2 separate regions of the Mus musculus genome follow, and region 2 is linked to region 1. Evidence: chromatin contacts called from public HiChIP or PLAC-seq data. All regions are on one chromosome and are shown on one strand. The core of a region is the stretch at or near the end of the contact, and the rest is flanking DNA. Distances in the headings are between cores, read along the strand shown.

Region 1 (3,787 bases), core at 79-2,578:
TCTGAGCAGGTATCCCCTAACCCGGGAACTTCAAGTCTCTACGAAGCTAGGTGCTTCATCTCCCACTGAAGCCAGACAAGGAAGCCCAGCTAATAGAATATATCCCACATACAGGCAACAGCTTTTGGGATAGTCCCTGTACTGGCTAGCTTTGTGTCAACTTGACACAGCTGGAGTTATCACAGAAAAAGGAGCTTCAGTTGAGAAAATGCCTCCATGAGATCCAACTGTAAGGCATTTTCTCAATTAGTGATCAAGGGGGAAAGGCCCCTTGTGGGTGGGACCATCCCTGGGCGGATAGTCTTGGGTTCTATAAGAGAGCAGGCTGAGCAAGCCAGTAAAGAACATCCCTCCATGGCTTCTGCATCAGCTCCTGCTTTCTGACCTGCTTGAGTTCCAGTCCTGACTTCCTTTGGTGATGAACAGCAGTATGGAAGTGTAAGCTGAATAAACCCTTTCCTCCCCAACTTGCTTCTTGGTCATGATGTTTGTGCAGGAATAGAAACCCTGACTAAGACAGTCTCCATTCCAGTTGTTCAGAACTCACATGAAGACCAGGCTGCACATCTGCTATATATGTATGGGGAGGCCTAGGTTCAGCCCATGGATGTTCTTTAGTCGGTAGTTAAGTCTCTGAGAGTCCCAAGGGTCCAGGGTAGCTGACTCTGTTGGTTTTCCTGTGGTGTTCCTATCCCCTTAGGGGCTGCACTCCTTCCTGTTCTTCCATAAGAGTTCCCAAGCTCCACCCACTGTTTGATTAGGAACTTTTTAGATGAACAGTTCTTCCTTTATGTTCATCCCTTGGCTTTCAGAGGCCATAGCACTGAGCCTGCTTTGGACAGAATGTGTTCATGAAATGGCAGCAAAGGTTCAGAAAAGTGCACAGGTATAACAACTGGAGAAAAAGAATGGAGCCTGAGGTAGGGATGGGATTAGAGGCATTTTTAAATCCCTCCTTCTTGACACAAGTCGTCTCGTAACTGTTTTTTTATGAACCTAGAGTCTTATTTTAGTAAATTATTCATGAAATCCACATCGGCATAAAAAGACAAAGTGCAGTGGTTTCTTTTAGTTAGAAACTGGTGCTCTTGGGGAACTTGCCAGTATTTCTGGGATGGGAACAGTGAGAACAGTTTGCTGAAGCCAACACATTGCCCATCTTTGATCCTTGGATGCCTTTTGGGAAGCCTTAGGAGACTGATTGCCTGCTACAGTAAAAGGCTTGTTTTAAGCTCCACCTACATTTACCAGTGTCTGGCCACAGGCATCAAAGGGAGTCTGAACCAGCCAGAGTTCTGCTCCATACCACGTGGAATCATTTCAAAGAGTTAAGGGTTGACACACCTTAACTCTTGCCTGCTTCCTGTACTGCCAGCTTTCATATTCTGGGTTCACACCAAAGGCAAAGGAAATGGTGGCATTTCCTCTAACTGTGAGATTTGAGGAGAGACTTTTTGTTGATGTTACAATTATTCACATGTGATAAATATGCAAGTGTCCAACAGGTTAACAGCAGAAAGTCTGCGGCTGCACTGCCTTTGATCACTTGCTTATGACCCAGTTATTAGATTACAGTTTAGAGGACATTGTTGTAGCTCATCTGTTTTGATATCATTGGCTCCTAGCTGGACTCCTATTTTATGACAGAAATTCAATTTTTTTTCTAGGTTTGTGACTAACCCTGTCTGCCATAGTACGTAACTCTAGCATGTAGCAAATCTAAATCAAAACAAATCAGACTAAGGGAGGTCTATGGTGTGGTGAGTGATGCTCCCTCCTCCCCATGGCTGGTCCATGGCACAAGGTCTGAATTTAGAAATGTGTCTTTGTTTGGGAAAGAGCCTTGGATATAATTAGCTTAAGATTCTGAGGTAATCCTATGTTATCCCTGGGTCCCCAAACTCAACACAAAGAGGGAGACAAAAGCTGGGTTTCAAATGATGTCCTATACCAATGACTGCCCTCTCTCCACCAGAACAGATGCCTGACACCAGTTTCTCCAGAAACCTGGAAGGAACCAATATCGCTCATGTGTTAGTTTCAGAACTATAGCGTTTAGAATGGTGAAATAATGCTGCTCTTACTTCACACCACAGAAGCTGTAATGAGTAATCAAGACAGCCCCTTCTGTTCTTCCACTATAAAAGGAAGATGCTCCACATCTTCACGACCCAGATAGACCCAAACCAACGCTTGTGTGTCATTACATTTTTATGGGGACTTAACAATCTTCAGATGGCAACATAGCTGTGCCAGCTGAGAGGCTGCAGATGAGGCAGTATAAAATGTGATCAAGAACATTAAAAGCTTGAAAAGTAGTCTGTGTTGAAACATCATCAACCCCAAGATGTGTTTTCATAGGGTGGTACACATGGCTGGAACTGCATCCCCTAGTCTGCGGGCAGAGTGGGATCTGGTTTGGGCTTAAAGCCCACACCCCTAGCAATATACTACTTCCAACAAGGCTTATCCTTTAAAATAGTGCTACTTCTTGACTTCAAATATATAAGCCTATAGAGCCATTCTTATTCAAATAACCATAAATCTTAATTAGAAGTAATGCTCCAAACCAAATAGCCCTGGGTAGAGTTTATATGCTATCAGTTCTACATTTTGAGGAAGGTAACCCACTGGGTCCATAAGTAAAACACCAATGTTTGAGGGACCAAACTCCTTCCTGAGTTAACAATCATTTGTAAATTAGTTTTCTACTTTTCTTTACTCACCAACATTTGAGGAGGTGTAGAAACCCCCATGATCCTGGACTGTAGATTTTATCTTATAGAGTCAGGTACATTACTGCCTCGATAAGTGTTTATCATCAATAGAAAGGGTTCTCCTTTGTGTCTTTTTTTTCCCTTTTGGCAGTGCTGGGGGCAGGGGCAGAATCTCTCCAGACACTCTAGGCTGGCCTTGAACTCACAGTCTTCTTGCCTCAAGCTCTGTCTATGAATGCTGCCGGATTAGACGCATGCAGTGCACCATCCTTCCTGGATTTGTAGTTCCCAAGCCTAGAACAGTTAAAGGCAAGGGCTAGCAGTGTAACTTAGTGGTGTGGTAGAGCACTTGCCTTGACTATTCAAGTCCCTAAATTTAATCCCAGCACTAAAAAGCAACAACACCATGTGCAGAATAAGGGAGGGGAGAGGAGGGGAGGGGAGGGGAGGGGAGGGGAGGGGAGGGCAATACAGAGCTGCTGGTCAGTGCATGTTCATTAGGCAATCCAGTGAAATAGTGTGCATGGGTTCCCTTTGTACCTTCAATCTGTTTTTCAATATATATGTGTATAGCTAACTAGGGACTTCACCTAATGGTGAGTGAAGCCTGGTCACCCTGGCAATATGAAACATAAAGGGGAGAAATGATAGATACAATGCTGATTTTCTTTGGACAGTTTTTGGAAATTACAACAAGAATTGAGTAAATGCCTGAAGGCTTTTTAAGTCACAGTGATATGTTTTGACTATTGGCCCTTGAGTACGCTTAGCTTCGGAGCAAGTATACCAGGCTGTTTCTTGTATAGGTTACAATCCCATAAGAAATCAAGTCAACCCATTTTTTTCCCAAGGATCTTTTAAATGATTATCTCCTCCTGTTTTACCCTTGTCCCCCACAAGCCTCTGTGATTCAGTCTAGAAACAGCACAGTTCTGAGTTTACAGAGTCACCCTCTGTCCTGACGGAGCCGGGCTGTCTTCACAGGTCTCTTACATCCAGCCCCTTGTCTTGAATGTTTTTGAGAAAACTCACAAGAGCCTGAAAGACCATGACCAAGAACAAATATCAAA
Region 2 (4,194 bases), core at 904-3,403, 240 kb before region 1:
ACTCTTACACAGCTGGTTAAAGACTGTGATTTGTTCTCAGATGAGCACACAAGGAGAGAGTCTGAAAGATCACTGCTTGAAGGGGTGGGTGGGGCTGTGAGGGGCAGGGCTGTGAGGGGATGGGAGCTGAACCTGAAGAACTCAGCCAGGCCATTGGCAAGCATGAAATCCTTTGATTGGACACTTAGAAGGTCTCTGAAGCTTAGCTTCAATTTTTTTTTTGTTTTTTTCGTTTTTTATCATTGTTTGTTTTATATCATTAAAACAAATGAAAGTAACTTAAAACAAAAGTAATTAAAACAATTTCGAGGCTGTGAATGTGGCTCAATTTATAGTGTCTTGCCTAGTATGCATGAAACCATGGGTTCATCCCCAGGACCACATAAACTAACTGTGGTAGCACATGGCACAGTATAATCTCAGCATTGGGGAGGTGAAGACAGGAGAACCAGGAGTTCCCAGTTATCCGTGGATACACAGAAAGTTTGAGTCCATCCCATCTCAAAAATAAATAATGAAGAGAAGAATAAAAAAAAAAAGAAAAACAAAATTAAAGAATTTGTTCTCTCTCTGCTGTGTGTGTGTGTGTGTGTATGTTTGTGTGTGTACATGTACATGCCATCGTACAAATGTGAAGGCTGGCTATGTTATCTCACTCTACTTTGATGTAGTTGCTGGGGACTGCAATCAGGTCTACAGGCTTGTGTGGCAAACACCTTTACCTACTAAGCCATTTCGCTCCCCTGATCATCAAAACTTTTTGATGACATGGACAAAAGCTCATGCCATTATAATATCAAATAGAAAAGAAATACAGACACAGCTAAGAAAATGAACCAGTATCATTGAGGTTGCTTGGCAGAGAATTAAGCACTGCTCAGATTGTCCTCAGAACCTACAGTGTCAACAGCTTCTTGTGATGGAAAAACAGTATTTAAATTTAAATGACATGTCTTCAAGTCTTTCTTTCTCTTAAGGATCTTATCTCCTTGTTCCTTTGAATCAGAATGGTGCACTGAGAAAGCTTGAGAGGTGGAGGAGGGTAATATATAGAGTTTAATGTTTGGCAAGAGGGAAGAGGGAATTGCTAACTTTGAAAATTCGTGCTGTTTTATCTTTTTTTCCTGTTGACAATGTTTTCTTCCTCTTCCTGGAGCATTTTGCTCAGGGGTAGGAAATTCTTACCACAGAGGTTTTTTGGTTTTTTTTTTTTTTTTCCTTCTTCTCAACTGTAATCTAAGTTTATACTAACTAGTAACATTACACAGAATTTTTCTGGGAAGTTAGACTCTCAGATCTATGACAACTCAAAGGCGGTTATCTGTGACTACAACAACCTAACTCCTCGAAAGTCAAAGAGAATGGAAATTCAGTACTGAGCCTCCCACAGAGGTCTGCGACTGAACGTTCACTGATGTGGCAAAAGGGACTATGTGAATGTAATTAAATTAAGGATCTTCGGATGAACAGACAATGCTCATTGGACAAATTAATCGCAAAGGACCTTGTAAGAGGAAGGCAGAAGGGTCATCATCAGGCGATCAGCTATGGCAATGGAACACAGGTTAGAATGATGTCCGATGGCCGCAGGCTAGAGCGCAGAGACATCTGGGTGCTGGAAAAGGTCGTGTCTCCAGAAGAAGCAAAGGCCTGGCTACGCCTTGATTTTAATCCCATATCATGACGTTCAGACTTTTGACTCCCGGGCAGTGCATTAGTGCTGTGTTTAAGCCTCTCATTTTGGGATTGTTAGGGTAATAATAGAAATAATAGAAAATAATAGAAAAACGCATTTGATGCTCCCAGCATTATGTGTGGGGTTCCAGACTAGATAGTAATCTCACCATGGCATTTTCAAGTAGAAATATTTATTCTGCATTAAAGACTGAGGAAGGGTATACACACTATTATTATTATTATTATTATTATTATTATTATTATTATTATTATATTGGAGAACTTTCCAGAAATTCATTGTGGTTAGGAAATTTACAAGCACGCGGCGAAAATCGATCGATAACCCTCTTCAGTTTTGAATGGAGGTTTAGACACATCCATCTGTCTTGGGCATGTTCAGAGCCTTACTGTACAGTTTATCTGTGAGCAGCAGGAGAAGAGAAAGAGCCAATGGGCTGAAAGTAACCCACTCAGTCAGCTTCCTCTGTCTTTGCTTCACGGTTCTGCACAGGAAATCCATTGCTGTGTCAAGTCCCAGAGAAGTTTCTTCTCTTCCAAGCCAGACTAAAGCACGCGAGTGGAAGGAGTTGGCAGGCAGGACGGGGCTGCTCCCTGCGGATGGGTTAAGAGGTGCGCTACCACGCAGAAGCCAACCCGAGAGAAGAGGGATCCGGGTTATGGTCACTGCTGCTCCCTTACCTCTGAGGAGAAAAAGTACCGAGTGAGCGGCGGAAAACCAGAAAACCGAAATGTTTTGCTTTTGGAGAACTTCTGCCCTAGCAGTGCTCTTAATATGGGGGGTCTTTGTGGCTGGTGAGTCTGAAATTTTTTGGGGGGTGTGGGTGGGGAGAATGACTAAGGGAGGAGAGACCTGTTCTGCGCAGCATTTAAGCCTTGTCCCTTTTCGCTGGGTAACGCAAGCCAATTTCTGTTGTAGAGATAAGGGTTGCTCCAGATATGGGTTACCTTGTCACCTCTACTTTCTGCTTTGTCTGATTTATTTTTGCTTTGTGTTCTATAATGTCCTCCACTGTCGCTTCCTCATCTCCCCTCCCCCTTCAGGACAGGTCAGGATAAATTAAACACATATTCATAGCAATCAAAATGACATGGGGGTCTCTGTATCTTCTTCTTGGGGAAAACCAAAAACCAAAAACCAAACCAACAACCAGCTATCATCTCTGGTCTCCCTCGCCAACAGTGTAAGTTGGGAACGTATCTTTTTTTTTTTTTCCTGACACTTTTCGTGACTGCAGGCTTTACACATACAGTTACACTGGTGTATCTGTGATGTATATTTGCCTTTATCTTGAAGATATGTGGGCTACAGGAGTCACTTTCTGAATCAGGAGGTGCACGCCTCAATGTCTGCAGTTTTGTAGGAGTTCAATAGAATTTGGGGCTACCGTGCGGGTGTCCTGATTTCACTGTAGAAGGGTGGTGGGAGTTCGTGTAGGAGGCTTTTTCATGTTTCACTTTTAGTAGCTGCAGTAGCTACGAGGGAACAACAGACTTAGCTCTGAAATGTATAGTTTAACAATTTAAAGGAGACACGGTATTTCTTTCCTTTCACCAGAATTCCTTTAAAAATCACATTTTGGTCTATCTTCCAGAAAGAGAACATCACATGATAGTCTTACTGGTGAGCACACGTAAGATAACTATGATCCACCACTGCACCCTTCTGCTGAGAATTTTCAGTTATCTGTTCTTTTTGATGTGCATAGCAAGCCATTGAGGTCAGGATGGAAGAAAGCTCCGTTTCACATAGCTAGAACCTAAGCTTAGGGCGGTGAAGTGCTTTGTCCGCAGTACTTATTTCCATAAGCACCACAAAACATTGGAGTGTGCAGTTTACCCGGATTGCTTTTCACTGAGAGGCACCCATTGTAGCACAGCTGAAAACGCTAAGCTAATTATTTGTTTATAATTTGAAGGGGGGGGGAGTGTCCTGAGTCTTTCAGTAGTTGGGCTTCTCTAGAAAGCCTTTAAAGTCTGTGCAGGATCAATTTGACAGGGAAAGCCCAGTCAGGTTGTGTCAGGTTGTGTATTAGTAGATCAGACAAAAAAGCAACAAAATGGAAACATAGCAGAGTTTGAATTTTGAAAGCTGAAAGGTCCTCCCCCCCCCACCCCCCCTCCCCCAGATAGGGGTTCTCTGTATAGCCCTGGCTGTCCTGGAACTCACTTTGTAGACCAGGCTGGCCTTGAACTCAGAAACCCACCTGCCTCTGCCTTCCAAGTGCTGGGATTAAAGGCGTGCATTGGAGACACTACGTTCTCCAAGTCTCTGAAATCCAAGCTGGCATCAGAAAATCATCAAACGTTTAGAATGCCAATCAGTAAATTACTTCTTTATACACATGCTTTGACATGACAAGTTCACCAAGAATGACTTAGGATTGTGAGTTGAAAGCCAGCCAGGGCTGAGACTTTATGGCTTCGCTTAGTGCTGCTGCCGACAGGAGTAGCTCCCTCTGTGTAAGATCCATTCGCACAGGAGAGAGGGCAGGGCAT

The links. HiChIP or PLAC-seq counts read pairs in DNA pulled down with a chosen protein or histone mark.
Region 2: a contact with region 1 is called in an H3K27ac HiChIP or PLAC-seq map of regulatory T cells, with 5 times the contacts expected there. The contact joins the promoter of Cd200r1 here to the enhancer-like site in region 1. A contact is called at or near these places in 15 of 39 promoter capture datasets (the 3T3-L1 cell line, the C10 cell line, the HPC-7 cell line and 8 more), 37 of 484 Hi-C or Micro-C datasets (the AML12 cell line, the C2C12 cell line, CD4 T cells and 22 more), 13 of 115 datasets of contacts at active chromatin or transcription factors (CD8 T cells, the HPC-7 cell line, bone marrow-derived dendritic cells and 8 more) and 4 of 9 other capture datasets (adipose tissue, bone marrow-derived macrophages, embryonic stem cells and 1 more).

The regions. Positions count from the first base shown.
Region 1 is chr16:45,005,838-45,009,624 of GRCm38.p6, forward strand. It overlaps a transcript of Cd200r3 not described here. Among named protein-coding and RNA genes, the nearest start is that of Cd200r3, 64 kb to the left of the region's middle. Within about 2 kb of position 1,329, at least 33 of the 459 cell types and tissues checked have an H3K27ac peak or open chromatin away from gene starts, as enhancers often do. A contact at or near this core is called in CD8 T cells, Th1 cells, adipose tissue and 3 more, where this site is marked.
Region 2 is chr16:44,763,583-44,767,776 of GRCm38.p6, forward strand. Cd200r1 (CD200 receptor 1) reads left to right here and starts at 2,154. Exons shown (of 7, transcript NM_021325.3): 1 at 2,154-2,490. The coding sequence starts at 2,427.